2 separate regions of the Callithrix jacchus genome follow, and region 1 is linked to region 2. A link is a contact called in public Hi-C data. All regions are on one chromosome and are shown on one strand. The core of a region is the stretch at or near the end of the contact, and the rest is flanking DNA. Distances in the headings are between cores, read along the strand shown. Region 1 has its middle 20 kb from the start of TARBP1. Region 2 has its middle 41 kb from the start of TOMM20.

Region 1 (3,028 bases), core at 515-3,014, 590 kb after region 2:
CTCATTCCTTAGGTGCATCGTTGGTCCTTTCACAGACTTAAATATATACATGTGTCCCACTCTTAGAGCAAATAGAAACATCGATTACATGTATTTTAGGACCTCTGTCTGAATTCTGAAGTCTTGCTCTGACTTCTTTTCAGGCTTCCACTTTTGATTTCAGGCACATTCACACTTGTTTAGCTTTCAACTTACAGAGAATGCTGGAAAAGGGATTCATGCATTATTTAGAGCATTCATCTAAATGCCCTCCCAGATCCCTTCTAACCCCATGAGGTCCCATGAGTCTGTGAAATGCATGGGCAAAGGAAAAGGAACTGAGGCTTTGAAGTCAGACCTACCTGGTTCCAACTCCTAGTTCTCAAGTTTACTAGTTGTGTGATTTGGGGTGAGCTGTTTACCCTCATAGGGGCTTAGGGTCCTCATCTGAAAACCTGGGTCAGTGCCAACTACCAAGCCAGGGCTGTGAGGATTAAATGAGACATTACTTACATAAAAACATGGAACAGGATGGGCGCAGTGGCTCACATCTGTAATCCCAGCACTTTGGGAGTCCAAGGCTGGCAGATCACGAGGTCAGGAGTTCAAGACCATCCTGGCCAACATGGTGAAACCCCGTCTCTACTAAAAATACAAAAATTAGCCAGGCATGTTGGTGGGAGCCTGTAAGCCCAGCTACTCGGGAGGCTAAGGCAGGAGAATCGCTGGAACCCAGGAGGCAGAGGTTGCAGTGAGCTGAGACCTTGCTTTTGCACTCCAGTCTGGGTGACAGAGCAAGACTCTGTCTCAAAATAAAATAAAATAAAAAAGAAATAACATGGAACAGAGTAAGAGGCATATGTAGGTGCCAAGGTATGTATTAGATTCTGTTCTTTATTAACGTGCAAGTTCCTGACGGCTCCAATATGTAGGCTATTGTATATCTGAATATTGCTTCTGTCTCAACTTCCAGGTTTTATTTCAAAAAGAGAAAGAAACAAGGAAATAAACAGTAACTGTCAGAAGTCCTTTGTAAAGTATCACCCATCCATTGAAATGTGCTTTCCATTCAAAAACTAACTTATTAATTATTCATTGCTTTTGGAACTGAAAATGAGAACAGAGTTTAAGACCCAGAGTTGGCTAAGAACAGTGTTCCAACTGTCTGATGTCTGTCATTTCCTGGTATCCAAGCAGTTCATCCCAAATCTGAGATTTGCAGTTTCGGGAGTCCCGTGAACTTTAGGCTCGACGATCAGTCAGGTTTAGTCCCGTTTAGCCAATGCCTGGAATGACTGTTCTCTTTACTTTCATTTCCACTCGGGGCACTGCATTTCTGGGGGATTATTTCACTGCATGGGTGGTCCGAGTCCCTTGGCCTTCAGCCTTATGGCTCATTCCATTGCTCTGGGCAAGCCGTAACCACCCGAACACGCAAGTTTTTCTTTCATGCCCCAATGCCATGAGTAACACCATTAACTCTTCAGGACTGAGTTTGGGATTACCAAAAAATCTTGCAACCCCCTGTGTTTGCAGTCAAAACGCAGAGGAACAGGATGTTTGCAGGGCTTGTTTTCACGCCAGAAATGCGGTTGCCCTCATAAACAATCCTTGAGATGTTTTTTACCTAACGATTGTACTTCGCTGGGATTGCGGGTTACAAAATGGAAGCTCAGTGCTTCCTGCTTCGAGTTCCAGCAGAACAAATGTGCGAGAGATTCCCGGGCTTGGAAACTCTTCAGACCAGGAAGGGCTGCCGATGTGTCCCCAGCAGGGAAAGGGCAGGAGGAGCACAGCTGTGCAAGGGGGTGTTTCACATGCTTCTCTAAAGAGGAGCTTCCTGAAGTGTAAAAAGGCTGGGGAGACGCAGGGCCACATTTCCCAAGGCCTGGGGCCAGTGCGGGGACAAACGCGAGGCGGGCGCAGGTGCTTTGCGGGTTCCGCGCGCCATCTGGTGGCTTCGGGCTGACATTGGGCGCACCATCCGGGCTTCACCCCATTGACAGAGGCTGCACAGGAGGAAACCATTGTGGGCGTCTAAGTTCTGTTGGCAGGGATCACCAGGGCCCCCAAAGGAAGACAACAAGGGCCAGATGCTCCGAATTCCATTCCTTATTCTACAAATGGATACTCAAAGCCTCAGGTTCCCCTTTGAGGAGGAGGCACTGATCCTTCCTTCAGTGCCAGCCTTTCCATGACACAGCAACATGAGCACTGGGCTCTGCACAGTCTGGCCCCTCTGTGCCTGCTTTCCACGTCGTGACCCCTTGCCCCTACCTGCAGCAGGCGTCTTCCCCTTGCCCCTACCTGCAGCGCGTGTATATTCCCTTCCAGGCTTCTGAATCCCATGGTTCTCAAGGGTGATTCCACAGGCATCTTTACATCCTTAGAATATTTGCCTCCTATTTTGTTCCTGCTAGTGTTTCCAAAGTGTGTTCCAAGAATGGTGGTTTTGTTAAGTAGAATTGTATCTCTTTTTGAAAAGGCATTCGGGCCGGGTGCAGTGGCTCACGCCTGTAATCCCAGCACTTTGGGAGGTCGAGGCGGGCGGATTACGAGGTCAGGAGATCGAGACCATCCTGGCTAACACAGTGAAACCCCGTATCTATTAAAAATACAAAAAATCAAAATAAAAGATTAAAATCAGCCGGGTGTGGTGGCACGCACCTGTAGTCCCAGCTACTGGGGAGGCTGAGGCAGGAGAATCGCTTGAACCCAGGAGGCGGAGGCTCCTGGTGAACTGAGATCACACCACTGCATGGCATTCAAAGTTTGGGAAAGTCGGGGTTATGCCAAGGTCAAAGGGACATGATCGCAGGCTATCTCAGGAGCATTAAACATGCTGAGAATGTAGTGGATCTCTAAGAAGGAACTAGAGTTCGCTATAGTTTCTAAACTTTAGAAGGTTTTGGCATCAAAACCTTCCTCCTGTCTCCACCTTTGGAGAGCATCCTGCAAATACTGCATTTAATAATACAATTTTAAGGAAAAAGAGTGCCCTGTTCACTTGACCCATGATTATGTAGCTATCTTTTTAAAACTGAAAGAC
Region 2 (3,301 bases), core at 309-2,808:
GAGGAAAAGGAGGCTCAGAGAGTGAGGCCACCTCCTCAAGGTGCACAGCCACTTAGTGTCAGTGCTTGGACCCACCCTAGGCGCCTGGACTCCTTGTGGAATGTTCTCCCTCCTCCTTGTCCACCTCCTCCTCATTTGCAGTTATCCAGACACAGAACTGCTGAGAATGTCTTTTGTTTCTTTATTTTGAAACGCAGTCTTGCTCCGTTGCTCAAGCTGAAGTGCAGTGGCGCGATCTCGGCTCACTGCAGCCTCCACCTCCCGAGTTCAAGCAATTCTCCTGCCTCAGCCTCCCGTAGCTGGGATTACAGGTGTGCACCACCACCTGGCTTGCTTGCTTATTTATTTATTTGAGATGGAGTCTCTCTCTGTTGCCCGGGCTGGAGTGCAGTGGTGCGATCTCGGCTCACTGCAACCTCCGCCTCCCAGGTTCAGTGATTCTCCTGCCTCAGCTTCCCAAGTAGCTGGGATTACAAGCATGTGCCACCACTCCCAGCTAATTTTTATATTTTTAGTAGAGACAGGGTTTCACCATGTTGGCCAGGCTGGTCTCAAAGTCCTGACCTCAAGTGATCCACCTGCCTCAGCCTCCCAAAGTGCTGGGATTACAGTTGTGAGCCACCGTGTGGGGCCTTGTGTATCTTAGGTGAATAGATTCTGATTTGCAGAATTCAAAAAGGAAAGTGAGTGAAGTAAGTGAAATAATAAGTCTAGCTTGGTGGATCCTACGAGCCTTCCCCCTGGTGTGCTGGCACAGCTAGTTTTGCCCAGCACCCTTTTGTCCTCTGCTGCCCTTTGAACATCAGGCTTGCCCTGGTGGCTGACCACGTCTCAGGTTGAAAACGTGCTTTGGCGCCTCTTACAGGACAATGACGTTTGTCCCACTGCATCCCCGCTAAGTACCTTTTGGGAACTTTGTAAACTTGATCGCCCGTATCCAAAAAGGTGCTCGCACATTATACCTACAACTGGGGACACACCTTGCCCACCTCCTCGCAGATCGTTCTAGGGAAAGGTGTTTGGCCACCTGTCTGGGAGGCTGAAGACTGGCCCTTGCCACAGGCAGGGTGCTGAGAGCTGCCCCTCGGCCCAGCCCCATGCTCCTCTGCCGAGGGGTCAGCTGGGGCTGCCTAGAAGCGCTGCCCTGCGTCTGCTCCTCAAGCCGCTTGATGGCACTGTTAGAACTGGAGAAAAGGGACAGCTTCCCTGAAACAGTTTCTTCTGTTCTGATGGGCTCCAAACTGTCATTTCCACCCACCTCCTTCCAAACTGAACAGAACAAAGTCACTTCACAGCCGGTTGCTGCCGCCCTGCTCCCCGCTCCTGCCCTGCCATATTTTCCCTTGCTGGGTTCAAAGATTTCCCAGCCCCTGTGCCCTCTTTCCCGTGCTCACGCACCCAGCCTTCCATCCTGTTTCTCTGGAGCTTTGTTATTCTGTGTGTTTGGGGGCCTCTGAGGTGCCAGGCACTCTGCAGGCAGAGAGAAGGCAGGAAAACCTTGTAAGAACCCAGGAATCTCAAAGAGAAAACAGAAGTGCCTGGCATCCTTCTGGCCACATGACTTGTTTTCTAGAAGAAAGAAAATAGCAGCGGGAAAAGGTGCTTGGGAGGAAAGGAAGGAATGTACAGAGAGGGCAGGAAACAGGGTATTTCGGGTGGAATCTTGGCATTAGGTTGCAAGGCTTAAAGGCTTCCCAGCTGCCACTGTGTCTAAATCCCTCTCCTCACGGTCAAGGGTGGGTGGAGGTCTGAAGGGCCCCTCCTTGCCTTCATCTACTTGGTTTGGCCTCTTCTGGTTTTCAGTCCTCTCTCTCTTCTCTCTGTCTCCCACAGCCCCCGCCCCCCCCACAACGTAGCTCTGTCACCCAGGTTGGAGTGCAGTGGTGCCATCATAACTCACTGCAACCTTAAACTCCTGGACTCAAGCGGCCCTCCTGCCAGGAGTTTACTACTGATTGGCACATGCCATTACACCCAGCTAATATGTAGTTTTTTTTATAGGGATGGGGTCTCACTAGCTTGTCCAGGCTGGTAACTTCTGGGTTCAAGCCAGATCCTCTCACCTCAGTCTCTCAAGCGCTGGGATTACAGGCATGAGCCTCCACACCTGGCCTCTCTTTTGTTTTTATTTTTTGTGTTAGTGGAGGAGGGAGACTGAGTCTTGCTCTGTCAACCAGGCTGGAATACAATGGCAGGATCTTGGACCACTGTGACCTCCACCTCCTGAGTTCAAACAATTCTCCTGCCTCAGCCTCTTGAGTAGCTGGGATTACAGGCACGTCCCACCATGCCCAGCTAATTTTTGTATTTTCAGTAGAGAAGGGGTTTCACTATGTTGGCCAGGCTGGACTTGAATTCCTGACCTCAGGTGATCCACCTGCCTCAGCCTCCCAAAGTGTTGGGATTATAGGCGTGAGCTACTGTGCCTGGCCTTCTCTTTTTTATTTTTATTTTTGAAATGGAGTCTCGCTCTGTCACCCAGGCTGGAGTGCAGTGGCATGAACTCGACTCACTGCAACCTCCACCTCCTGGGTTCAAGTGATTCTCCTGCCTCAGCCTCCTGAGTAGCTGGGATTATAGGCATGTACCACCATGCCCAGCTAATTTTTGTATTTTTTATAGAGAAGGGTTTCACTGTGTTGGCCAGGCTGGTCTTGAATTCCTGAGCTCAGGTGATCCACTGCCTCGGCCTCCAAAAGTGCTGGGATTACAGGCATGAGCCGCTGCACCCAGCCCTCTTTTTTTTTTTTTTCAACACAGAGTCTGGCTCCGTCAGCCAGGCTGGAATGCAGTGGTGGTATCTCAGTTCGGGCAACCTCCACCTCCTGGGTTCAAGCAATTCTCCTGCCTCAGCCTCCCGAGTAGTTGGAATTACAGGCACCTGCCACCACACCCAGCTAATGTTTGTATTTTATAGAGATAGGGTTTCACCACATTGGCCAGGCTGGTCTCCAACTCGTGACCTCAAGCAATCCACCCACCCTGGCCTCCCAAAGTGCTGGGATTACAGGTGTGAGCCACCACGCCCAGCCCTTTTATAAAACAAATAAATTTTATTGTGTATACTTAAGGTATACGATGTGATGTTATGAGGTAGACGTACATATAGTAAAACAGTTACTAGAGTGGAGAAAATGAACTCAGCCGTCATCTCTCATAGTTCCCTATTTTTCCCTCTGTGGCGAGAGCAGCCACAATCAGCTATAATCTAGTCATTTAGCAAAGATGCTGATGGCAGGACACTAGTAACTAACTGTGTCTTCACATTGTACCTTCCGTCCTTCCACTGGTTCATCCTGCA

Evidence for each region. A called contact is a pair of places that touch in the nucleus more often than the background predicts.
Region 1: a contact with region 2 is called in a Hi-C map of skeletal muscle, with 9 times the contacts expected there. The contact joins two enhancer-like sites. A contact is called at or near these places in 3 of 3 Hi-C or Micro-C datasets (induced pluripotent stem cells and skeletal muscle).

Annotation. Positions count from the first base shown.
Region 1 is chr19:50,735,672-50,738,699 of calJac240_pri, forward strand. No RefSeq gene overlaps it. Among named protein-coding and RNA genes, the nearest start is that of TARBP1, 20 kb to the right of the region's middle. Within about 2 kb of position 1,765, at least 10 of the 16 cell types and tissues checked have an H3K27ac peak or open chromatin away from gene starts, as enhancers often do. A contact at or near this core is called in skeletal muscle, where this site is marked.
Region 2 is chr19:50,143,688-50,146,988 of calJac240_pri, forward strand. No RefSeq gene overlaps it. Among named protein-coding and RNA genes, the nearest start is that of TOMM20, 41 kb to the left of the region's middle. Within about 2 kb of position 1,559, at least 13 of the 16 cell types and tissues checked have an H3K27ac peak or open chromatin away from gene starts, as enhancers often do. A contact at or near this core is called in skeletal muscle, where this site is marked.